Regions from separate parts of the Mus musculus genome. Here region 2 is linked to region 1. Evidence: chromatin contacts called from public Hi-C data. All regions are on one chromosome and are shown on one strand. The core of a region is the stretch at or near the end of the contact, and the rest is flanking DNA. Distances in the headings are between cores, read along the strand shown.

Region 1 (6,352 bases), core at 3,548-6,047:
AAACGTCCAGTGTTTGGAATAGTGTTGCTAGGCAATGAGCCAGCCTGCCTCACCTCGACTGAGACTCCCGTCACATGATATCAAGAGAAAAACAGACTGAGGCTTAGTGAGGCAGTGAGCATCGAAGTGAGCAGCGAGGGGCATTGCTCTTGCCCTCTCCTCCATGGCCTGACATCAGAAGTGACAAAGAAATGAGCAACTCGAGTTGCTTGTCTCCCCGCTTTCTCTGAACCCCAGGAAAGAAAAGGAAGGCAGTGGTCAGGACTCAAAAGCCATGTAAGTATCAGTGGCTAAGCAATGATAGCAAGGGAGAAACAGTTTCTAGCTAGCAGTATGTGCCCTTCTAAAGTAGACCAGACTCCCCTCCTCCCCTCCAAAGCCATCACTGTGGGGACAGCCTTACAGGAAGCTATGTGCACATCACCTCTGCCACCCCACCTGACTGTTGAAATAAGGCACCAGCACTCGACACCCACAACTGAGACGCAAAACCCCAAGGTCTTTGCACGGGGAGGGGAGGACAGACAGCAAGGACAGAGGCACAACCTGGTGCTAAAGGACTGTCCACCAACAACAGGGGAAAAGGCTCATTACAGTTCTCAACTCCCAAATACAGAAACTAATTCAAGAGTGGAGAGAGGCAGCAGTTACAAAGGTGGGGGGCACAGCAATGAGTGTCCACCGGGTGGATTCCCACTACATTTGCAGCCTCAAGAAAGACAGATGGCGTCAGGAAGCCTCGTGCTCAGACCACCCGCTCTGGGCTGGTCTGCAGGTGCTCAGCCTTTCACACTTCACAGCGAGGGTGACAGAGCTGAAGAGACAGCAAACACCCACAGGAGTCATGAGCAGTCCCTAGAGTCTCATCATTTCCAATAGGTCCGTTCTTTTCTTAAGCTTTCCAGCAGCTATTCAGCACCCCTGTCCACCACAAGGATACTTACTGGGCACAAAGAGCCTGTTGTCCCTGGTATAACCACAGTCAGGCTTTGCCGAAGGCATTCTCATGCCAGGCAGGGAGATCCAGGGTCTCCTGGCACGGCCACATATCCCCTTGGGGTTGAAATCACCCCAACTGAGAAGATTAAGCGTCTAGAGAGGATTAAGGGTACACATCCAGGAAAGGGGGCTTCAGAGGCTTGTAATTGTAGGGATGCCATCATAAAACAAAAACCATGTCCACCCATTTGGAGGCCTAGACACTGTGTTTGGAATCAGTAAATGAATCCTTTAAGGGTGCTAACAGTCTCACCTACAAGTTACTGAACACTTAACACGTGTAACTCTGAGATACATTTTTCCAATCTGTCTTTTCAAATTGTAAGGTACAACTCTTCTGAGTATGTTTCTTGTATATATGCGTTTAACCTTCACAAACCCACCAGAGGAGCAAGCACCATTGCTAGCCCAACACCAACACAAACCTTGGTTTGAAGCTAGTGAGCTTCACCAGAGTGGCCCCTGGTGGTGAGGGTGCTGCAGTGCCACTTCCAGCCATCAACAGGGAAAGAGTGGCCCCTGGTGGTGAGGGTGCTGCAGTGCCACTTCCAGCCATCAACAGGGAAAGAGTGGCCCCTGGTGGTGAGGGTGCTGCAGTGCCACTTACAGCCATCAACAGGGAAAGAGTGGCCCCTGGTGGTGAGGGTGCTGCAGTGCCACTTCCAGCCATCAACAGGGAAAGAGTGGCCCCTGGTGGTGAGGGTGCTGCAGTGCCACTTACAGCCATCAACAGGGAAAGAGTGGCCCCTGGTGGTGAGGGTGCTGCAGTGCCACTTACAGCCATCAACAGGGAAAGAGTGGCCCCTGGTGGTGAGGGTGCTGCAGTGCCACTTACAGCCATCAACAGGGAAAGAGTGGCCCCTGGTGGTGAGGGTGCTGCAGTGCCACTTCCAGCCATCAACAGGGAAAGAGTGGCCCCTGGTGGTGAGGGTGCTGCAGTGCCACTTACAGCCATCAACAGGGAAAGAGTGGCCCCTGGTGGTGAGGGTGCTGCAGTGCCACTTACAGCCATCAACAGGGAAAGAGTGGCCCCTGGTGGTGAGGGTGCTGCAGTGCCACTTCCAGCCATCAATAGGGAAAGAGGTGCTTTCTTAAACACAGCTCACATCACATATTCCAACAAAAACATTAATTCAAATGTACAGACACTCGGCTGTTAAACAGGAGGTGAATGAAGTAAAGCTGACATAAACATAAAGAAATGTCTACTAAGTAGTGGGAAAGCATCCAGTCTGGGTGGCTTTTCCCACAGGCAGACAGCCAGTCACAACCCTAAGTGCCTGCTAGTGAGGTACCAACATTCAGAGTGCTTTCCACATACTGAGCATCCCCTGTTAGACCTTACTTTCTGTGTGTGTGCACACATATGAGTTCAGTGTGCAGTGTGTGTATATGTGTGTGTGTTCATGCATACAGTGACTACTCTAAACTCACTGGCATTCACAGGATTCACAGGGCATACTGAGTGGCCGTCATTATCTGTCTGTGCTGAGGTCAGCACTGCTGGCCACTCAACAAGAAGATATGACTGTGGCACTTGCCTTTTACAAAGAAAGGTGACATTTCAAAACCCTGCAAACTCAGCCCAGACCATCAGAGTTCTGCTGCCTTCCAGGCTGGTGACCACATTCACTTATGTGAACCAAGGTGTGAAGAGCTGGAGACTTGGCTGGGACTGCAGCTCAGTTGTTGGGTGTTTCCTTGCATGCGCCAGTCTCAGCACTGGGAACATTATTTATATAAGCTGTAGGCCAAGGCCAAGGCTGCTTATCCACACTGCCCTATCAAGGTCTCTTATATCAACGACTGCTACCCACTGAGCACACAAGACTGTAGCAGGGGATGAAGACATCTTTCTTTGACATCACAGCAACTACCAAGAGCAAACAAGTCACCACAGGCACACAGACTCAACAGGTGGCTCCATCCCGCTGACAATGAGAACACGAGGATCAGGAAAGTTGCAGGGAATCCCGGCTGGAACAACCAAGAAGTGGAGCTGTTAAGGGTCAGCCAGGCCAGAGACAATGCTCACAAGCACACAGGAAAAGAAGCATTTGCCAAGGCTTCCCAGTGTCAATCCTCTGTTACATCAGACTAATCCTGTAGGGCTACACAGACAGCCCTTCCTATCCCTCTCACAGATAAAGCAGGGGTGGGTGGAGGCACCCACATTTCTGAAAGAGGCATGGTCCTTATCTTGCAGGAGCAGAGTGGACAAGAAAAGCCTTCCCACATGAAATCACCCCTGAAAACAAAGGCTAACCCACCCACCCATTCACAAACAACTGTTCTGCACAGCCCATATAACTACCAGACACCCAGAGTCAAATGGCCCACCAATGTGGGCCTTTCCTTCAGAAGGTTGGCTGGGAATTCCTGATAGGTCTCAAGCCAAAGATGACCAGAAACAACTAGGATTAATTTCTAAAAAAAAGAGATGAATGAAAATAAAACGGGCTGAGTCCCTGCTGCAGGCACAGCTCAGAGGTATCACAAGAATGTCCTCATGGGAAAGGAACTGACCAAGCTGGTGGCTTTGTCAGGGATGGAAATGGCTTGGGAGGCTCAGAGGCAAGATCCATGGCAGCCCCCAGAGAACCAATTCACCTGCTCCATACCCCACACTGGAGAGAGGCTGAGAAGGGCTCTGGGAACCATGCCTGGCCACTAGGAGAAGGTGACAGACAAGTCGTCCTCACATAGACCTAAGTATCTGTTCAGCCCTGCACAGCAACAGAACTCACACTAGCAGTTCCTGCTCTGCAGCCAGAGGACTGTGGGAAACCTCAGCTCATAGGGAACATGGCTCTGGAGAGTGTTCACGTAAACAGAAAGGTCCAGGCTTGGAGATCTAGGAGATCCGTGTGGAAGTTTCTATGTCACCTCAGATAACTAATGCATTTCCAAGCAGAAATGGCATCCTGGGGTGATGTTAAAGGGGCCTGGAACTTCTCTGGATAAAGTTACTCTCCATCTGACATCACCACTATGGGCTCAAGGTTTGTTGTACTTTGGTGTTTGAAGGAAATGTTAATTTTTACCCAAAGGCTGATGAGGAAAAAAGGCATAATTTTTACACTATCCAAGTGTTGATCTCTGAATGTGATATGGAAACAGAAAGCCTGCCCTCTGCCCCTCTCCTTCCTGCCATTAGGGGTAGGAACGAAATGGCCAGAGCTCAGAAAGCAAAGACAACAGCTAGTCAGGAAAAGGAAGAGCCCTGGCCTCTGATGACCATGGAGTCTCATGCTAGCCCACTCTGCCAACCCCAGTCAGGGCACCGGCCCCAATCCCAACTGACCTAGTCATTGAACATCTATCTTGTTAAACAATTGCTGGTGTGGGTGTGGGTGTGGGTGCGGGCCATCACACACACACTCTTCATTGCCGTGTCCCTAATACTTCCCTCTGAAGCTGGAAATGATTTGCACCACCTGTCATTAGAATATGTCATCAGCAAAACTGATTTGTCCAGAGTCACAAGGAAAGTCAGAAGACAGCCTTACTCTGGCTGCACACAGAAGGTAGCTTAGAAACCGCAAGGCACAGAAGGTTCCTTGCATCCTTTAGCAGATTCACCCCCATGCACCACAATCCGGCCATAGTCTGGAAGCTTACAGCGATACCACGATCAGGTGCACAGAAAGCAAACACTCACTAACTTCATGCTCACTTCAAAGCCCACACCTGCACAGGATAAGCACAGGTGCCCTGCTGGCACACATGCCAGCCTCTGAGAGTACTTACGGACTGTCATGGACTCAGGCACTGAGGCAGAAGGTAGCAAGCTGCTCAGAGGACTTCCTTGGCCTGGAGAACTGGCTTCCCTACTGGGAGGAAGTAGACAGAAGGAAGTTACACTCATCCCAAAATGCAACTTCAGTGTTCACAACACTCTCAGGCAAAACGTTTCCCCAGGAATCTACTGGAAAAACAATGAAGCTGCTCAGCAGATGTCTGAAATTTACTGGTAACTCCAAAACCAATCCAAACACCCTCTGGAAGCCGCTCACTCACGAGGGAAGAGTTAGTCACTCAGTGGGCATGTGTGCAGCTGGGTCAGACAGGAAACCACTGCCTTCCTCTTCCAACTCGTGTACACACGCGTGAACACACGTCCTTTCAGTAGTCTACTTTGTCACATTCTTATGGTTTGTATTGTCACTTTCCCTAGTTAGAATAGTCTCCAGGTCCATGTTCCCAGTACAAGGGCCCCACATATTATGTAAGCTTCATTCAGACAAGCATGAAATATCACTGTCCAATGTCAACAAGTCAACAGTGTTTGTTTCTGATGGTCTCTCATGGATCCTGGGCTGGAATTTTCTATGTGACTGTCTTAGTCAGGGTTTCTATTCCTGGACAAAATATCATGACCAAGAAGCAAGTTGGGGAGGAAAGGGTTTATTCAGCTTACACCTCCAAACCACTGTTCATAGCCAAGGAAGTCAGGGCTGGAACTCAAGCAGGTCAGGAAGCAGGAGCTGATGCAGAGGCCATGGAGGGATGTTCTTTACTGGCTTGCTTCCCCTGGCTTGCTCAGCCTGCTCTCTTATAGAGCCAAGACTACCAGCCCAGAGATGGTCCCACCCACAAGGGGCCTTTCCCCCTTGATCACTAATTGAGAAAATGCCTTACAGTTGGATCTCATGGAGGCATTTTCTCAACTGAAGCTCCTTTCTCTGTGATAATCCAGCTGTGTCAAGTCGACACAAAACTAGCCAGTACAGTGACCAAAGATGATTTTGAACTTCTGATCCTTCTGTCTTCGCTTCCCAAGTTTTATATGGTGCTGGGGATCAAACCCAGAGCTCTATGCATGCTATGCAAGCATTCTCCTACAGCTGAGCTACATCTCTTGTAGATTCTAAACAAGATGCCTTTAAATGAGGACACACAGAGAGGCAGGTTATGCATTATCAGTGAATATAGAAATGCCATAACAACAGGTTCCAGCATCCCCCTGTAAGCAGGCTGGTGCTCAGAGAGGCTCAGAGAGCATAATGCGGGCAGGTAACTGGACTGCATGCATATCTACAATCAATTTCTAATGTGAATAATAGCACTGGCTTGTCCATACGCAGCAGGAGACCCCAAGGCCAGGGCTTGCATTCCTTGATCACTGTTGCATTTGGAAAAGGCTCAAAAACACAAGAAGAAAGGAATCAGAATTCCGGAAGGGTGCAGGGACACCATCCTTTATGAGGCAGGGCTCAGTGGTATCAGCCCCTTCATGGTGTATCATTTTCAGAATCCTATCTGTTCTGGGTGACAAAACACCAAGCAAGGTGTGGGGCAGCAAGGACCCCCTTACCTTGAAGCTAAGTCAAGTACACAGATGGCTAACTTC
Region 2 (6,718 bases), core at 1,997-4,496, 260 kb before region 1:
GATGTCAGCGCCATCTTGTAACGGCGAATGTGGGGGCGGCTCCCAACAGATGGCAACTACCCCCAAACATCATCAGCTCCTCAGATGCTCAGAAGACAAAAGCTTAGAAGATATGGATGCAAACTACTGTAACACTGCCTGCAGACACTCCCCATTGCAGAGGACTTTCTACAATGAAGTCTCTCCCACTTAGTTCTGATTTGTTCTTCCCTATCAGTGAAAAGAGGCCTTCCCTGACCATCTCACCTAAAGTAACCTTTCCCACAATGCTCCGTCCCTCATCCCCCATCCTGTGCCACTTTCTTTCCAGAGTCAGTGATGAATAGCTTTGCTATGCTAGATGGTCACTGGCATATACACATTCCTGAGGAGCAGGCATCTTACCTGGCTAGCTTCATTGGCATAAGCCAGGCTCAAAGGCCTTCCATATCCATGTTAGCAGGCTCAGTGGTTGGTTGGAAAATGGGATGAATGGATGAAAGAACTTCCAGAAAGTAGCCTATGAGCTATCCCTGTGCTGTGAGTCCTGCCTGGCCTTGTTGCTCAAGGGTTTGGGCAACAGCAAGATACTGAGGGCAGCAGCTCCTAACACTAAGAAAGAGATACGGGTTGACCACTTCTTGACTTGACTTAGTTCAGAAGAGAAAACTTACTCTTTATATAACATGGACAGACCCACTTTCTGGAAGATTTTATCAAAGATCAAGCTTGCTTTTTTTTTTTTTTAAAGAATGTCTATTTTACTTTTTATGGATTCCATGAAAGTTACATTTTTTTCATTATACCACAGAGCTGGAATCACCATTCCCACCTTGTAGATCAATATCTTCAACATTAAACAATAAAAGTTTCAGTCTCCAAGGAAACAACAATCTAATAACATGCCACCTTCCCCCTCATAGGTCCCAGGGCTTGGGGAGCTGGGTGCTACTCTTGGCCACACAGTCTTGACACCATAGCTTGGTTCTGGTCATTCCTCCAACTCCCCCATTCATTGGTCCCAGCCCTGCCCTCTTCTCTGGACAGGACCATACTGTGTCCTCTGCTGTGCTTCTCTGCTGACTGGTCCCAACTCAGCATTACAGGCAGTACATGGAACACTCCCCCAGGACGACCTAAAATCACTACCACTGCTCTCCAAGAGTGAGGCACCCCTCGATTCTTCCACGTTAGCTCCTGCACAGCTCCTCTGTGGAACTGTGTGGCCAATGTGTGGCTGGAGAGTAAAGTGCCCACTGTGCAAGCATGAGGACCTGGGATGTGCTCGGCAGCACCCATGGAAAAGTGGATGTGGTGGTGTGTGTCCATCTAGCACTGAGCAAGATCTTCAGGGCTCACTAACCAAACAATCTAGCCAAACAAATGAGCTCTGGATTCAAGATGAGACCCCATCTCTAAATACAAAGTGGAGAGCAAGAGAGAAAGATGCATACATATTCACATTTAAAAATGTGCTTGCACACGCATACAAAGTGATCAGTAACAGTATGGCTAGCTGCAATGCGTACAGAACACAGACAACAGTATAGGTAAGTGAATTCCAGATCACATCATTTTGCTCATTTTTCAAACCTCCATAAATGTTGTGGCTGATCCCCATTCTACATAAACAAACTATAGCTCAGAAATGTTAACTTATCACAGAGCAAATTACTATCGTGGGACAAATTTGAGATGCGAACTCAGAAGTGATTGATTCCAAATCAGGTCTGTCTGATTCCAGGCCCACGGCTACTCAGTCCCTAGATTCCTGACAGCACAGTACCTACCAGCTGATGTGCCTTCCAGAGCCACAGATGTGCCTTCCAGAGCCGCAGATGTGCCTTCCAGAGCCGCAGATGTGCCTTCCAGAGCCGCAGATGTGCCTTCCAGAGCCGCAGATGTGCCTTCCAGAGCCGCAGATGTGCCTTCCAGAGCCGCAGATGTGCCTTCCAGAGCTGCAGATGTGCCTTCCAGAGCCGCAGATGTGCCTTCCAGAGCCGCAGATGTGCCTTCCAGAGCCCAGAGCCACAGATGTGCCTTCCAGAGCCACAGATGTGCCTTCCAGAGCCCAGAGCCACAGATGTGCCTTCCAGAGCCCAGAGCCACAGATGTGCCTTCCAGAGCCACAGATGTGCCTTCCAGAGCCGCAGATGTGCCTTCCAGAGCCGCAGATGTGCCTTCCAGAGCCGCAGATGTGCCTTCCAGAGCCACAGATGTGCCTTCCAGAGCCCAGAGCCACAGATGTGCCTTCCAGAGCCACAGATGTGCCTTCCAGAGCCCAGAGCCACAGATGTGCCTTCCAGAGCCCAGAGCCACAGATGTGCCTTCCAGAGCCACAGATGTGCCTTCCAGAGCCGCAGATGTGCCTTCCAGAGCCGCAGATGTGCCTTCCAGAGCCGCAGATGTGCCTTCCAGAGCCACAGATGTGCCTTCCAGAGCCGCAGATGTGCCTTCCGGAGCCCAGAGCCGCAGGGTCACTGCTATCATAATCATTACTCTGGTTTCTTGAGACAGATCTCACCATGTAGCTGGCCAGCCTGAAACTGCTGTGCAGCCCCACCGGCCTTGAACTTAGAGACTTCCTGCCTCAGTCTACTGAAGTACTGGGATAAGCGAGTGCCCCTACATCAGACTCACAGTTATAATGACCCTGCAAAATCAGTGGCACTGTTCCAATTATGTGCATGAAGAAAACAGGCACATTTAATATGTAAATGTGTTTGCTGCCAAGACTGAGGGTCCACACAGTGGAAGGAGGGAACTGACTGGAACTCCTCTGGCCTCCACATGCACACCAGGGTACATACTGCACACATGGGGATAAACGTGTGCAGTCATTTTAAGCATCAATAAATAAATTGCCCACTGTGACAGGGTTGGGGGGGGTGTCTCTCTTCTCCAGAACTCTGACTTTCTAAAATATCACACAGCAGCCCGGTCCCCAAGCCACAAATTTATCTATAGGGAAGAAAGGAGGGAAAAAACCAGACTGGGCATGAAAGTCGTTATGGCTCCCAGAAATGTTCATGACAGTAAGAATGCAGAATAAAATGCACAAGGAAGGAATTGTGCCCCCATCACCCAGCTGTGCTACACACACTGGCAGTGGTGACCTGGACATGAGGTGCAGCATGGTGAGCCAATTTCTATGTTAAGAAGGGTGCACATTTTCACAGGTGAGGGAGACCATCTCAGGAGGAGAATGTAGAAAAGGCCTGCAGGCTCTCACTGCAGTGCTGTCTTTGTAGGGAACTGAGTTCTTTCTGGTCCTCTAACTTCCCAATTTCTGTATGACAACCACACACTAATTTTGACAGTTTTAACTTTTGTCTGTCTTTTCTTCTTTTTGAGAAATTGTCTGCTGCCAGCAAGGGCTGCACCCTACCTGACTTCCACGCTGGGAACAGGCACTGCTGGGGGCTGATTAAGGCTAATCCAAGACTTTCAAATGTCCAAATGGTCTCTGTTGATTTTTTTTTTGAAGTGACTAATTTCCTTTTCTATTAAACTTATTTGCAGCTTAAAACCTTGTTTTGATTATGTGTTTGGTGTAGAGGCAAGGCTGCATTTGCAAGATGGTGCTGAGGAAGGGAGGGGGTTAGACTTGTGTGAGAAAGGGAAAGAAACCTGAATATTCAACAGTGCATATTAAACTCAATTCCCTCCTCCACTGCCATTCACAGCCCCTCCCACGTGCATGCCTGTACTTCACCTGGTAGGGAGCAGCTGCAGGGGCTACACTGTGGCTAACTACTGGACTGGAGCGACACAATATCATAGGCCTGATTTTCCTGAGCCACTGCTATGAGAATCAATGGGCTCCTTCCAGGCCATTAAGCCGCTTTCAGGAGGACACGTGTCCATGTGTCAGCAGAGTCACTTGATGCTGCATCAGCAAGCCCTTAGGACCTCTTCCCTTTTCTTCATTGTGGTTGGTTCTGCTTTTCATGACTGTGAGCATAGATTGGTACTTGTATTTCCCTTCATTATGGAGCACAACAAGTATGACCAAAGCTTTGCCAAGATCACATTTCCTGCTTAATTAAACACCATGATCAACTGAGCAGAGATTCACATAGTGAATCTTGCAGTAAAGGTATTCTCACCTTTCATTAAATGATTAATTAAATTGATTGAATTAGTTAATTGATTTAGGGACAAAGTCTCACTTTTTAGGCCATGTGGTTCTGAAACTTACTATGTAGTTCAGATTAGCCTAGAACTCATGGCAATCCTCCTGTGTCAGTGTCAGCCTTAGTGCTGGGAATACAGCTACCATTCTGAGCTGCTTAGTATCTTGCTTCCTTTATTATTCTTTTTGATTAAAAAAAGGTAACTAGTTTGAGGATAAAGTAAGAAAATAAAGTTGAGTATCCTCAAACTAGTTACTTTTTTTTTAAACAAAAAATAGAACAGATAGGAATCAAAATATTTCCTCTGATTAGTGAAATATTTTGGTTCCTATCTGTTGTAAACTTAAATATCATACTGCTTTTTTAAAAGCCTGTTTAGCTTCTAACATTTAAAAGGAGGCGGTTTTAACATTCAAATCCAGGCTGTTATTAAAATGAGAACTCATTCTGTGTGACTCAGGCAGTCTGAAGTCCCATGTGCTGACAGTTGGTCACCCTGAGAAGCCAAATGGATTCTTTTACATCTGAGCTATGCACACAGCTCCATTTTTCCATTTCATTTCCTATACTACTATATGCATTTTTTTTTACTTTTGAAAAACTTGGAATAGACTATAAATTCTCCAATTGCATTTTTGTTTTTTCCCATTTTGGCATGTGTAATAAATAACTTTGCAAGCTAATCTGTGAGATCTACAACTCTATTTAATGGCTATATAATATCTTCCCATCTTCTGTGATATTTCTACAGTGAGCATTGCTTGCTGAGGTAGATTATATTATATTAGATTCCTTTGGTGGCTCAGATCCCCTCCTGGAGAGTCCTACCCATGGGAAGATCAGGTGTGCTGGTTTCTTATCACTAATCTAATGAGATCTGTGGAGGGATGCTACCTTGTCACTTCCGAGCAGAGGCCTCCAATGCCTAAGCATGGCTTGCCAACTTCTTTTTTCCCTTCACCATGATAACGGGACACACTAGCTGAGGACCTCCCCTTAGCTCTACAATGCTGGCAGGGAGACCTTGTGACACACATAGGGTGATCCTTGGGGGTAGAGCCCGAGGTGGAAATAGACATGTATAAACAGCATAGTGAGCTTGGAGGATCTGACAGTTACTTGTCATAACATCAGAAGCTGGTGCACAGCAACTGATTACTGGAATGTTAAAGTGAGAAACAACTAAAACATTGTAATGGTCTCTAGCCAGTGCCAAGGGTTGGTCCTGTGGTCTTGATGCCTTCCTTGAGCCTCATCAGCCCCACACTACCAGCAGAGAGAACACAGCAGTGCCTCCTGAAGTGGATAAAGGCGGGCTTCCCAAGCTCTCTATCTGCAGAATTTACCTGTTGGAGAATTTTCTACGTGACCCAAAACATACAGGAACATAACATAGGCTTACAGGTTAAACATTTGCAAGAAATAATTTTAAAACATTTATTCTTTAGTATACATAAAGTCTTCCCATTTGTGAAAGATAAAATCAAACTTGCACTGCTAATGAGATGGATTGCTGTCTGCATTTACATAAAGCATGGAATCCTGTCTGAATGTTCAATAGAGTGGGACCTAGAACATCTTCAACAGTCTTCAGAGTTGTCCAATATTTACCTATTATGACTATCAACACTGACAAGACCAGGCATAAATATACCATACAGAATGGCAGAAGCAGGACAAGAGTCATTTCAGAAATTATTAGAAAATCCTAATTTCGACCCAAAATTCATGAGGGTTCTTCATGAAACTCACATCAACAACCCAAACAGCAATCTTTGAAATTCAACATTCTAATACAATACAATTCAAAAATATAATTTATACTGAGGCCTTGTGAGGGAGTTATTAAGTCTTTCTGGATGAAGCCTTTATGTATCTGAGTGCCAAACTCCTTCCATGTCCCTTGAAAGCACCATTCTTCATAGCATACAACAGGCTCGAGTCTCAGCGGAGCATTCCAGCATCAAGCAGTGCTGTGTGATATGGTGACACACATATGCACACTGTGTGTTCAAAGCTGAGGCACGTGAAGCTGTGTATGCAACAGGCAATGCTGCCAGAAACACGCTGGACTCATTACATGCTGGACCCGGAATTAATTTTTGGTCACTGTGCTATTCACAAGTACTTTCCTATTGCCAAGTTTCTCATGGTTCCCAGACTCAGCTCTGTGACCCCACAGTGTGAGCAGCAGGGTTCAAGTGGGTAAGAGCACCTGGGTGGGGTCTGGTCTTCTTTGGTCGTATCTCTGACTTCCAGCACTGTTTAGGAGACTCATCCATATTACTGCCCCTAAACACAGATCTTCAGTCTGGCGCTACCCGGTGCTCCACTGGATGAACGGACAACTTACACCTCCATTTTTCTGTGCACATGCTTGTTACAAGTGCTATCCTGCCTTATAACATGGTTTGGTAGTTTTTCCTCCACTAAATGACAAGAACTTAGTATATGTTTCTCCTTGCTGCAGAGTTTCAAACAGAAAAAGAGAAGACATTGAAACATGGCCCCAAGGCGGGACCTCCTCCCAAGCACAAAGTCTGTTTCATAAGTAAGTTAAACCATTCCCAGCTCCTTCTTTCTGTGATCTATATGGACTTTCA

Evidence for each region. Hi-C and Micro-C count contacts between places; a contact is called where the count stands out from the background.
Region 2: a Hi-C map of the HPC-7 cell line shows a contact between it and region 1, with 5 times the contacts expected there. The contact joins two enhancer-like sites. A contact is called at or near these places in 15 of 484 Hi-C or Micro-C datasets (the C10 cell line, the HPC-7 cell line, Th1 cells and 11 more), 4 of 115 datasets of contacts at active chromatin or transcription factors (T-cell acute lymphoblastic leukemia, bone marrow-derived dendritic cells, bone marrow-derived macrophages and 1 more) and 2 of 9 other capture datasets (bone marrow-derived macrophages and liver).

Annotation. Positions count from the first base shown.
Region 1 is chr16:11,419,181-11,425,532 of GRCm38.p6, reverse strand. Snx29 (sorting nexin 29) reads right to left here. Exons shown (of 21, transcript NM_028964.4): 11 at 4,750-4,829. Among named protein-coding and RNA genes, the nearest start is that of Snx29, 99 kb to the right of the region's middle. Within about 2 kb of position 4,797, at least 53 of the 459 cell types and tissues checked have an H3K27ac peak or open chromatin away from gene starts, as enhancers often do. A contact at or near this core is called in the HPC-7 cell line and bone marrow-derived macrophages, where this site is marked.
Region 2 is chr16:11,673,344-11,680,061 of GRCm38.p6, reverse strand. The region is part of intron 18 of Snx29 (sorting nexin 29); the gene reads right to left. Among named protein-coding and RNA genes, the nearest start is that of Gm32100, 93 kb to the right of the region's middle. Within about 2 kb of position 3,246, at least 45 of the 459 cell types and tissues checked have an H3K27ac peak or open chromatin away from gene starts, as enhancers often do. A contact at or near this core is called in the HPC-7 cell line and bone marrow-derived macrophages, where this site is marked.